2 separate regions of the Cricetulus griseus genome follow, and region 2 is linked to region 1. A link is a contact called in public Micro-C data. All regions are on one chromosome and are shown on one strand. The core of a region is the stretch at or near the end of the contact, and the rest is flanking DNA. Distances in the headings are between cores, read along the strand shown. Region 1 overlaps Trpm6 (transient receptor potential cation channel subfamily M member 6). Region 2 holds the start of CUNH9orf40.

Region 1 (6,156 bases), core at 915-3,414:
TTCACACATATTTGGGACAGAAATGACAATCGTGTTAGAACTAAAGCCTAGAGAGTCTTCACAGATCACAGCTTAAAACAAAATTTAGTATGTCATTTCATCATGGGAAAGAAGGCAAGGTTGGCAAGCCTTTGACTCCATGCACTAAATCAGGAAGGGCGGCTGACAGGTTAATCTAACTTTTGGTCAGTGAACTCCAGGATGCTGAGACATAACTTTAGTTGGAAGAAAGACAGAGCATCCATCCACCAAGTTGGCTTTAACAAATGTAGTAAATATTTTAAACTGTTTATCTTGAAAGCCTATAAAAATTGAACATAAAATTTCCCTCAAAAGACTGTTTATGTGTAAAGTGTGATGGTCTACTGAGATCTTCTGGGGCAGATGATGGTTTGTACAAGGTGGGAGATGGATTTTTTTTTTTTTAATATTTTTTTATTAGTTCAAGTTAGGGAACAAGCTTGTTTCACATGTAAGTCCCTTCTCCCTCTCCCTCTTTTTACCCACATCCTTCCTCCTCCACCCCCAACCTACCCCTCACCCCATCCACCCACCACTCCCCAGGCAGGGTAGGGCCCTCAACGGGGGCTCCGCAAAGTCCACCAAGTCTTCCTATGCTGGGCCTGGGCCCTTCCCCATGTGTCCAGGGCCAGAGTGCATCCCTTCACGTGGGATGGGCTCTCAAAGTCCCTTCTTACACCAGGGAAAAATGCTAATCCACTTCCAGAGGCTCCCTGGAGTGCAGAGGCCTCCTTATTGACATCCATATTCAGGGGTTTGGATCAGTCTTGTACTGGCCTCCCCGACAGCATCTGGGGTCGATGTGCGGGAGATGGATCTTTTATTTTCTAAAATTTATGATGTAAAATTTGTTTATATGGCAATTTCTATTGAATGACTTTAAATTATTATTATTATTATTATTATTATTATTATTATTATTAGTATTAGTATTTTGGGTATTTCAAGACAGGGTTTCTCTGTGGCTTTGGAGGCTGTCCTGGAACTAGCTCTTGTAGACCAGGCTGATCTCAAACTCACAGAGATCCACCTGCCTCTGCCTCCCTCGTGCTGGGATTAAAGGCATGCGCCACCAACGCCCAACCAAAATAATGCAATCATCACAAAAATAATACTTCTAACTTCCTACTCAAGTACAGGTTTTTCCAGGGGAAACAAGTGTGACATATGTATTTTTTAAACTTTCAAGTCAGGGCTAGAGAGATTGTACAGTAGTTAAGAGCATTGGCTGCCTGCCTTTCCAGAGGACTCAGCTATAGACTCTAATGAGCTGACATGTAGGTGCTGGGAACTGAACTCAGGTCCTGTGCAAGAGCAGCAAGGGCTTTGGTTCACTGAGACATCTTTGCAGCCCTTCCATTTTCCTTTTTTTAATGTGAACATTGTATTCTACTGTTAGGTTGTTCCATATTGTCTATTGCTGTACAGGTGGACCCTTAGATTTTTAGTATTATTTTCTTTTTTGCCTTTGCAAACAGTTGTGCACTAACACCTCACCTTTGCACAGAGCTAAGGGACACCTTTGTAGAACTGAAATAGTTGAGTTAAAATATATGTAGACTTGGGACGGAAATTGAGCCAGGACTGGATCCGACTATCTACAATGCTCTTTCCTCCATCTGTTGTTGAGATAGTGCATGCGTCCTTTGTCTTCTGCTCACCCTTTTTTTGCCTTGTTTCCTTTGCAGATAATCATCAGTATCCTATTACCTCCCATGATTTTGACATTGGAATTTAAGAGCAAAGCTGAGATGTCCCATGTCCCACAATCCCAGGATTTCCAGTTTACGTGGAATTACAGTGACCAGGGACTCAACAACACCAAGGAAAGTGCTTATGAGGTTAGTACACCTCTGTAGTCAATTGAGTTTCCATGGCATAACAGTGTGTGGAGACGCACAAGCATGGAGCTTATCTGTAAATAGGCATCTGTTAAACAAAGTGTTTGCCTTTTTACTATTAACAGGGTATTTATTAACCCTACCCCCTGTACACACCTGTGTGTGTGTGTTGTTGTTGTTGTTGTTGTCTTGCTATGTTTCCCAGAATGGCTTTGAATTTCTGGCCAATGTTTCAGTCCAGTGAAGTTACAAAATACCCTGGGGCTACGCATTACTCTAAAAGCCCAGGGCTGATTCATCAATCAAGCATTTAGTTCTCTCTGTGTAATCTCCATCTCATTATATACCAGTTAGGTAGAGCATGTAAACAAAGTATCCCATTTCTGCTTCAAAGACAAAGTCATCATGTCCAACAACTGTGTCAGCATTGCTCTGAGAGCAGCGGAACAGGTCAGCTTACTACTTCAAGTCTCCATTAACGCTGCCACACACCCCTACGGTTCTCATCTGTAAAGATGCCTTTAGAATTTGTGTTGACGGGCCTGAGAGAGATGGCACAGTGGGTGAAGGTACTTGCTGCCAAGCCTGGCAACCTGAGTTCAATACCTGACCTCACCCGGAGGAAGGAGAGAACTGACTGCAACAGGTTGTCCTCTGACCTCCACACATATGCTGTGATACACATGTACCTCTCAAGCAAACGTAACAAAAGAGTTTTGTTGACCCTCTCACATATCTCATCCTTCACCACCAGTGGTTGTGGGTGGGTTCTGGATGTGTGTTCTCCCCTGGGCTGGGAGCCACTTCCCCAGCATTTGACTGCCACAGCCAGGTGTCCAGGATGCTGTGAATGCTCTCTTTGCTCTCTGTTCCCACTCTGATGACCACTGCTCCAAAAGCTGCCTTTGCCCCAAGGTGTGGTAAATATCTTCTCTGGCACTTGGCACATTTATTTAAACAGTCTTTGTTCTCCAAATACTAAATGAAGATTACTTTTGTGGCTAACAGTTGTTGGTGACTGGTTGAACATCTGCATTCGGAAGCCCCAGAGATCTGCCTCATCCCTGTCAGTAAGGATTTTAGTTATTGCTTCTGCTTATGTGTGTGTATATCCCCCTTTCTCTCTCCCCTTTCTCCTTCCTTCCTTCTTCCTAGTTCCATCTTTAATCCCTGGAAACCAGGAAGCCAAATACCGTCTACTGTCTGTAGAATGCATGAGGAATCTCTGGGCTAGTCACTGGTCTCAGGTCCAAACACAGCAAAGGGAAGAAGTGCGGGGATGTCCCCACCCCTAGTGACATCACACAGGCCTGGTGCAGGGGTACTCTGCTTGGATGTATGCCTGCTTGATTCTGCATGCCAAGTTTAGTTTGGTAGTTGAAGCAGAACAAAGAAGAAAGCTGTACATCACCTTAGAAGGTACTCACAAATCTCACAGGACATAGGTGATAGTTTGCCAGTGGTATGACACAATTCTACTTTTAGCTCTCACTCACTCTGTAGAATGGTGGACTCACGAACACTTGAAGGTTTTGTGGGAACTGGTGCATTACTCTTGGAACTATTCTCAAAGGGGACACAGTTCCTTCACAGAATGGAAGGAAATGTGCCTTTAATATTAAAAAAATACAGAAAGTTCTTGAAACCCCCTGACTTGTGTCCTGCTGTAGCAGTTGTCTGCCTAGGTGGTTTAGATGTGGCCGTATCAATTGTTGAATTGACTCAATAGTTACACTAAGGCAGATGTGGCCTCTGTCATGATGGGCTTATTATCAGAAAAATATCCATGAAACCTTAGCATTCTTCAATTTGAAACACTTAGTGAAAGAGTTGTTCAAGTGTATTCTGTTATGAATGGCTTGTGATAATAAAAATCGATTTTGTTCCTACTCTTTGTATTCATTTTAATAAAAAATTATTGAGTACACTAGCCATTCCCACTTCCCTGCAATCATTATTTATTTTTTTTTCTGGCAGATTTGATAATCTATATGAGTTCATAATACTACTTAGGTAAATGTAATTGATTAGCAGAGGAATACATGGTTTACACTGTGGGAGAAAGCTGGAGGCAGCAATCTAAACAGATGTGGTTTAATGTGTCTTTGTGGTAGTAAGTTTATAGAAGGGAAGAGTCTTCTTGTTCCTGTGGGGAGCTGAAGCTGTATTGAACCAACTTCTCCATCTCTCTGTCTCCGTCTTTCTCTTCCTCACATGAGTGTTGCACTGTCTTGCTGTATTTCCTAGAATGGCCTTGAATTTCTGGACACAAGTAATTCCCCCATCTCAGCTTCCTAAGTAGCTAGGACTGCATGGCTACACTTTCATGCTAAGTGAAAATTCTTTTTGTAAATTTCCACAGGCACAGTAATTTTGTTAAGAGAAATTTAAGTTACTCAACTGCTAATCTCTTAAAGTGTGACCTCTAAACTAGCCCAGGAAAATGCTATATGATGACAATGGAATGGAAAATTCTTGGAGAAAGAGGAATGGCTGTTTGCAGTAGGCCAGTGGGTGAGGATTAGGGATTGATGACAACTTCATGAAACTGTAACTAGGTCACAGAGACAGGAAGTAATGAGGCAGAGGGTGATAAGCATGGTAAGTGGGGCAGTTTGCCTGGACGTGTGGTTATGGCGGGTACTGGACAAGCAGATGGTGTTTGCCAGCATGGCTGGAAACATGAAAAGCCGGTTGTGAGACTCTTGTATGTCTTGTAAGAGAACATCATTTTGGTTTACTCACCAGGGAAACAGTGAGACAAGCTGCTGTGGGAAAGTCATTGCCTTAATTGCACAGGATAGTTTCATAAGAAGACAGTCTAGAATTGAAGAGAACATAGACCAGCATGGCCACCAAGACTGGAAGGGATAAAGGTGCCAGGCAAGATTAGTAGCAAAAGATGCAAAAAGAAAAAGAGGGATTTTTAAATGAAAAGCCAGTTGAGCAGGAGGTATGGGCAAGAGAGAGAAAGCAAACATAACTGAAAATTAATGATGTATGGCAAGATCAGCTACATTTCTTATACAACCCAGGTCTACCTGCCCAGGGGTGGTACTGCCTACCGTGGGCTGGGCCTTCCTACACAGATCAGCAATCAAGAAAGTACCCCACAGGCATTCCCACAGGCCAATCTGATGAGGCAATTCTTTACTGGAGAGTTCCTTTTCTCAGATATGTCAAGTTGGTAACTAAGATTAGCTGTCTTAGCTAGAAATAATGATGGCAGGCAGTGGGGGTGTGTAAAGATAACTCTTCCCACCAACCACCTGAGTTCTGCTGCCCCCTAAATAACACAGAGTCTTATATTATGTACAATGTTGATGGCCAGTGATGGTATTTCTCATTTGCTAGCTCAGTCTTAATTATCAACCATAACCATTTATATATGTATTTTATAAAGACTTATTGAGGATGCTGGCCTTAGCATCCTATCTTCCTGGGATCACATGGCAATTGCTGTCCTTCCTACATTTCCCAGAATCCTCCTCGACTACTAGCCTCCCCTATCTTGCTTTCCTATTGGCCAACAGTGTTTTATTTATCAACCAGTAAGACAAAATATACACAGAAGGACTTCCCCCTTCAGGGGTTCATTTCTTTAATACCAGTACAAGAGACACAGAGGCAGGCAGATCTCTGTAGGTTCCAGCCCAGCTAGGGAAATATAGTAAGGCCATATCTCAAAAAGCAGGAGGGTGGGAGATATATATATATATATATATATATATATATATATATATATATGTATTGTTGTTTATTATTCTTAGTAGTGACAGAGGATCTGGAAATTGAACCCAGGATCTTACACAAATAATACATGAGTTCTACCATTTAGTTACATCCTTTAGTTTACAACATTGTTGGTATTTTTCAGAAAAACTATGATTTGGAAAGAGGCCCTGATGAGAAACTGGATGAAAATCTGCACTTTGACTTAAGACATGGGCCCCAGAGCCTCCCCTGGACAAGGAGAGTCTACGAGTTCTACAGTGCTCCCTTTGTCAAGTTTTGGTTTTACACGGTTGGTCTCATTACAATAGTGTTAATTATAATTATTAATTAATTAGCTTATGATAATGTTACTAATGGTATGTCTCATTTGCTAACCTGAGATAAAAGTGTAGGAATTTCATTTTTTAAAAAAAGGGGGAGGAAGATAACAAAGTAGGCAGGTGGGAGGGTTGGAAGAAGACAAGAAAATTGTGTGTGTGTGTGTGTGTGTGTGTGTAGACTGAATGAACATCTCCTTTTCTCACTGCCCCTACCATCCTGGATAGTTTTCTTCTTTGTC
Region 2 (6,377 bases), core at 1,460-3,959, 100 kb before region 1:
ATTGACTCCAAGTGAATGAAAAGACAAGTGTGGAAAGAAAAGAAAATGCAAAATGTTTAGAAAAAACATAATGTACAAACTAAAACAGACATGGTAGATTTATTTTGCTATGTTAGAATTAAGCCATGGCAGGCCCAACAAGATGGCTCCATGGGTTAAGGAGCTGGCCGCTAGTCCTGACCATCTGAGTTTGATCCCTGGGGCCCACAAGATGGAAGGAGAGAACTGACTTTCACAAGTTGTTCTCTGACCACCAGGTGTGTGTTGTGACATGTACTAACACAATAAATGTAATGAATGCAACATAAAAATAAAGGTTGGACCTGGTAATACACACCTTTAATCCCAGTTCACAGGGGGCAGAGCCAGGTGGATTTCTGAGTTTGAGTCCAGTCTGCTCTATTTAGAGAGCTCAAGACCAACCAGGGATACTTATTGAAACCTTGTTTCAAAAATAAGTTAGAAGTAATACTCCATACAATGAAAATATAAGACACAAATTGGCAGAAGTTGGTATTTCTAACACCAATTATTACCATTGGAGACATTTTCTAGAGTACTAAATAAAAGGGTTCTTGCAAACCAGAAACAAAGGACACCCAGTCTAGTTTTTAAAAGGGGCTAAAGATGCAATACACCTTTAACCAATGTCTAGCCATCCAAACTGGGCCAAGTAGGTACTAGAGTTCAAGGTAGGTTTTGAGGCAGAGGTAGTGGATGTTCAACTTCACTACGATGCAAATTGAGGCCACAGGAGATCAATTTCACATCGACCAGGTCAGACCATAATGTTTGCTGGTGAGGATGTAAAGAAAAGAAAATAATAATAGCCTTCCGATGCCAAAAAAAAATTTAACAAACTTTAAACTGAGGAAAATACTTTGTAAAATTAGCCTTTGTCTATACAAAGTCTTTTTGACCAATGTTCTTAACAGCTTTACACATAATAACTTTCATTGAAAAATAATTAGCCCATTAACAAATGAATAAACATTCTCATGCAGTGGAATACTACTTGCCAATAAAAAATAAAAAACACATAACATGGAAGGATCTCAAAATACTTATGCCAAGGGAAAAAAAGGCAAATAAAAGTATATATTGTATTAATCCATTTATATAAAATGGAGAAAATGCATGGTAGTATAGATGATAGAAAGCAAATCTGACACTTAGGGGACATGAAGGGGGTCATGAGGGAGAGATTACAGAAAGGCACTATATAAAGGATTTTTACGGTGGTGGATATTTGTACTATCACGTGTGTCATGCGTATGTGATGGCAAAACGTCATGTCTGAAATATAAGCAGTTTATTGTCTGTCAGTTAGATCTAAGTAAATCTTAAAATATCAGCGAAACCAAAAACATTTTTACAAATATATATATATTTGGGCGAGTGGCTAGTTGGGAAATTACAAAGAAGTAATAAATAACTCAACGTCTGAAACAAGACTACTTGGGCACAGAGAAGAGAAGGTGGTGCCAGTAGGGAGGCATACAAGATGCTCTTTAGCCCTTCTGGCACTGTGCTGTTTCTGAAACTGGGTTAGTCAACTCGAATGTTTTTATGCCTATTTCAGGCATGTTCGTGCTTGTGTACATATGCTAAGTCTCACAATTAGGGGGCCAGGCACGAGCCACTGCCCACGCTGTATTCTATGGTTTTACAGTAGGGTCTACGCAGAACAAATCATCTGAAGGACTAAGTCCTTTCTTGTCTGGTCTGTGTCACTAGTTTGAAAAAGGCAAGCTTTTCCTATGTTCCAGGTGGAAGAATTATCAACTCCAAACAGGAACTGGAGAGATCAAACAGAAGAGCTATAGTAAACTTCCCGATAAACTACTGTCTGTGCTTGTTAAAACTTGCTGTCCTCCCACAACCTTCTAGAGTATACCTCTAAATACAAGTGGTCAAGCATACATTTGTTACACACACACAAATATACCCAAACACATTTTCTTCTTTTAAAGTAGTTAATATTCTCACTACCTATAGCTAAAACGGAATTAACTTCCTTGCAAGCTTTTTGTTTTTGCTCTACAAGATTGCTTCTTTGGAGTACTGATGGCCTTATTTTTTTTTTTTTCTTTAGTTTTGTTTGGTTACTGCTTCTTTTCCTTTTCCTCTTCTTTATAACATTAGGGACTAAACCTCCGGCCTTGGGTCATAGTAGGCAAGCACTCTATCACTCAGTTATGGCCCCAGCCCCTAGTAACTGCTTTTATCCAACGACTAAAGTACAGGTTGAAGCAAATCCATCAGGGCTTGCATTTCTCTACGCCAGATACCAGCAGCTGGAAAGAAGGTCTTGGAATCCGGCGGGCAGGACTACTGCAGGGTGAGCAGGGCTTTGGGCTAAGCAGTCACCTCTCGGCCGCACTACATTCACAATGAAAAGTGAAAGGGCCGCAGCCAGCGCGCTTCCCGCCAGGACTTCCGAGAGCGCCGGGTCTCCCGGCCACCACGCCCGTGTCCTCGCCTCCGGGACCGTTTGCAGACAGGAAAGCGCACGGGGGAAAGCGAACAACAGGGCAGGTGCACAGGGGGCCGACAGCTTCTGGAAGCAGAGGTGGTGGTTCCCCGCATCCTACCAGCCACATCCCCTCCACGCCCCGCCTCCTCGAGGTGCACACTTCCGGCCGCAAGGGCACTCGGGAACGCAAGCCAGGAGCCTCCACCAACCAGCGGCCGCGTCGGACCGGCGCGACTGCGCGCGCATCGCGGCGCAGGTTCGAATCTCGGGCGCCTCGCTGGGACTCCCCAACGTCCCTGCCGCCCTCGGGGCGCCCTAGCCCGCAGCTCCGCGCTGCTCTCCGCCCGCCCGCTGGCACCCGCGTGCCGCCCATCCCCGGCCCATGGCCAAGCGGCGTGCGGCTGAGCCGCTCACGTTCCGCGTGCCTTGGAAGCGGCTCTTGCTCAGCGACTTCCCCGAGGAGCCGCCGCTCTGGGTCCCGCCGTCTGGGGCGGCTCGGTCCCGCAAACGCCAGGGGGACGCGGGGATCATGGCGGAGCCTGCGCCTGCTCCCCGCAAGCGACGAGGCTGCGGGGACGGCGGCCAGGAGCGAGAGGGCCTCGGCCTGGAGCCCGGAGAGCCACCTCCCGGCGAGCAGGAGGAAACCCGGGTCGGCCGAGCTCCGGGCGGCGGCGACGCGGTGGGGAGTGCGGACAGCCCGCGGGGAGCCGACGGGGCGCCCATCCAGGTAGGTCCGCCCCGCTCAAGCCCAGAGCCGCGTCCCGGGCTGCGCAAGTCCGGCCCGCCCACTCGAGGGGCTGGACCCGTGGCCCGGAGGAGGTCAGCTCGATGCAAACGAGAGGGAAATGTTTGGTTTAACGGCAAGTGTTGTAGAACCTGCAGTCGGTTTTCCAGCAGCATCCATCAGTTAATTGAGCCTGGTGCCGGTCTGGCAGAAGGGAAGGGCTGCCGTCGGGTCTTAAGAGGACCCGTTAACTCATAAGGTTCAAGGCCTATGAGAAAGGATCGTTGGGAATCACTTTGCTCTACGCTGTCTGCTAGCCATGTGATCCAGAAAAACACTAGAAAAATGCAGCGTATCCAAATGTATGTGTTGTTAGTGTAAACGAGTAGGCCCTTAAAATTTGGTTAAGATAAGAGCTCAGAGTTGCCCGGCGGCGGTGGCGCACGCCTTTAATCCCAAACTCGGGAGGCTGAGGCAGTCAGATCTCTTGAGTTCGAGGCCAAGCTTGTCTACAGAGCGAGTTCCAGGACATTCAGGGGCTACACAGGGAAACCCCCTCTGAAGAATCGAAAGGAAAAAAAGAAAGAAAAAAGGCTCAGGTCCTGTGCTGTGTTACACGCGAAGTAATTTGTCACGTATCTGCTGGAATGAAATGTTAATTTTACTTTGTAAAATGTGACTGGAAAACTTCAAATGAACATATAACCCACATTTTATATGTACCGCACAGGCTTGGCCTGACTTAGAGACTCCCGAGCCTTCTTTAAAGCAGTTCTGGTATAAATTGGTGGGGGTTGAGGTGGTTGGCAAGTGTAATTCTCTGAACTCCGAAAACCCTCCTCAACCATCTTGGGATGCATCTGCCCAATGCCTTTCTCTAGTGTCTTAAGCATATTATGACAAAGTTAGCAATCATGCCAAAAATGAATAGATAATTGAGATTGTTTTGCCATTGTTTTTCGTGAGAAATCTGATAACAGAATTTTTTTAGTTGGGAACTCGGCACTACCCCTCCCCCCCACCCCCCCCAACCCCCTACACACAAACACACCGGAGTTGTGAGAGATTTTCTTTTTTGTTTTGTTTTTTCCAGACAGGGTTTCTCTGTGTAACCTTGGCTGCCCTGGACCATGCTGGCCTCTAACTCAGAGATCTGCCTGTCTCTGCCTCCGAGTGCTGGAGTTACAAGCGTAGGGAGAGGTTATCTAACTGTATAATTTAACACGGACCTTATTTAGACTCTCGGTAGATTGCTAGTAGAAGTTCTAAACCAGCTTCCTTAAAACAGAATCATAATCATCCACCACTATTGGATCAAGACCCATGCTGCCTAGGGTGAAATCTTCCTCTCCAGACCATCATTGGCAAGCTGTCCATATGCAGATTTTCTTTGCTACCAGAATACACTGTGTGCATTGTAGGTGCAGTCTATCTGTGTGTGCATGACTGATGGGGGTTAGAGTTCCTTCCCTTCCGCAGAACAATGAGAAGATAAAAACTCTCCCTCTCTCTTGCCTCCAAAGACAAGGTTTTGCTTTAAGAGCTTGTCATCCAGGAAAAAAAGATATAACAAAAGGCATACTGACATCAGTGTCGGTCTGATTTCTGTTTGCTCAGATTAGGACTTAAATGCTTGCCCTAACCTCATAGTCTCATTTAGAAAACACTACCACAGATGCCTTCTTTCCAGGCATAGTATCTACTTTGTGTTGTCAAGCTTCAGAATGTGTCCTGTATTGTTTCATATACACACATCCATATGTACGAGTGTATGTACACTCTGTATATATAGAGAGGGGATAGTTTAATGTATTTGTATAATTAAGACAAAGCCAAGAGTGCATATGTGTCATATGTAAGATAATCTTTAATAGTATAATTTTATGCAGATCAGTTGCTTAGCCAATATTGTATCGTGTTGCCCAGTAACAGCAGGAATGTTATATTAGGGAGAGAGTTACTGATACATTCATTTGAGGATATGTTATACCCAGCCGTAGTATTTCCTATGCTAATTTTAATTCTTACAAAGATCCTAATCCATGTTTCTAATGAGGTAAGATCAGAGATTTTTGTCATGGTTAGTCAAAGGTATACCTGGTGGCAGTTTGTTTTCAGTCACTAGGTTATATTTTGCTCTGTACTCATAAGGAGGGAACTAGAAGGTAACTATTTTGACCCCATTTGCTTATTATTAAAGTGGATTTTTTGTGATACATCCTTTAAAAGTTTTTCATGTGTAACACACATGCATTTGGTTATCTGCTGAGCCATCGAACCAGCCCTATGTTTTTTGACTTTATTGTATCTTTAGCCCAATATTAGAAAATTCCCAAAAGGCTAACTCTATCTGCCTTAAAGCCTAAGAGGATGACTGCTTACACTGCTCTCCACTCTGTCACATAGCCCCTGAGCATTGCTGTGTTGTGTAGCCACTGCACAGCAATAGTACTAGAAGTGTAAGGTACATTCTTAGTTTTGAAAAGAGTGTATTATGCCATTGTTTTGAAATGTTGAGCACATATTCAAACAATATTTTCATTACATTGGGTTAAATAAGATCCAAGTTAATTATTGGGTGCTTGACCAGTATGATGAAGTGGAGTTTCTTAGGAGAAAATAATTTACACAGGAAATTCCTCAAATACTCCAATTCAGTCAGACCCTGCCACCTGGATACTCTCCAAGACCTGAAGGAGGGGCTTTCCGATACCCAGTTCAATCCTTTTAACTGGTCAAGTCCAAACCTGTGACCACACCCAAACAGGCATATTCAGCGATACAGGTGCATGGGGTTGAATATCTCACTAAAGTTATTTTCATTTGTTTTTATTTCTGTGTTATTGGAGCAGTAAGTTTGTGTGATTGTCATTCCCCATGGATGGAGTTGCTGTAGCAAGTGTAAATTTAATACAGTGGATGTAGTAAGGCATTGATCTGAAAAGGGTATTCAGGTTGAGAATTGTCACCTCAAAGCCTGGGTGGGACTCTAGTGCTGCTCTCTTTGCATGGAGTATTTTGAGGATGTCATGCCAATTTTAACTTTACTACTTAAAGTAATTTTGTAATCATTTAGGGTAAACAGCTTAATGTTTAAGGGATCAACCCTCTTTTTGCTTGGTAGAACTATTTATCAGTCATGCCCATTGTTAAGTTTATGTTCTCTCTCTCTTTTTT

Evidence for each region. Hi-C and Micro-C count contacts between places; a contact is called where the count stands out from the background.
Region 2: a contact with region 1 is called in a Micro-C map of the CHO-K1 cell line, with 1.8 times the contacts expected there. The contact joins the promoter of CUNH9orf40 here to the enhancer-like site in region 1. A contact is called at or near these places in 2 of 8 Hi-C or Micro-C datasets (the CHK-Q cell line and the CHO-K1 cell line).

What each region holds. Positions count from the first base shown.
Region 1 is chr3:42,356,724-42,362,879 of CriGri-PICRH-1.0, reverse strand. Trpm6 (transient receptor potential cation channel subfamily M member 6) reads left to right here. Exons shown (of 39, transcript XM_027406549.2): 18 at 1,710-1,862; 19 at 5,740-5,886. Among named protein-coding and RNA genes, the nearest start is that of Trpm6, 86 kb to the left of the region's middle. Within about 2 kb of position 2,164, at least 2 of the 6 cell types and tissues checked have open chromatin away from gene starts, as enhancers often do. A contact at or near this core is called in the CHO-K1 cell line, where this site is marked.
Region 2 is chr3:42,457,322-42,463,698 of CriGri-PICRH-1.0, reverse strand. CUNH9orf40 reads left to right here and starts at 2,709. Exons shown (of 2, transcript XM_027406550.2): 1 at 2,709-3,203. The coding sequence starts at 2,859.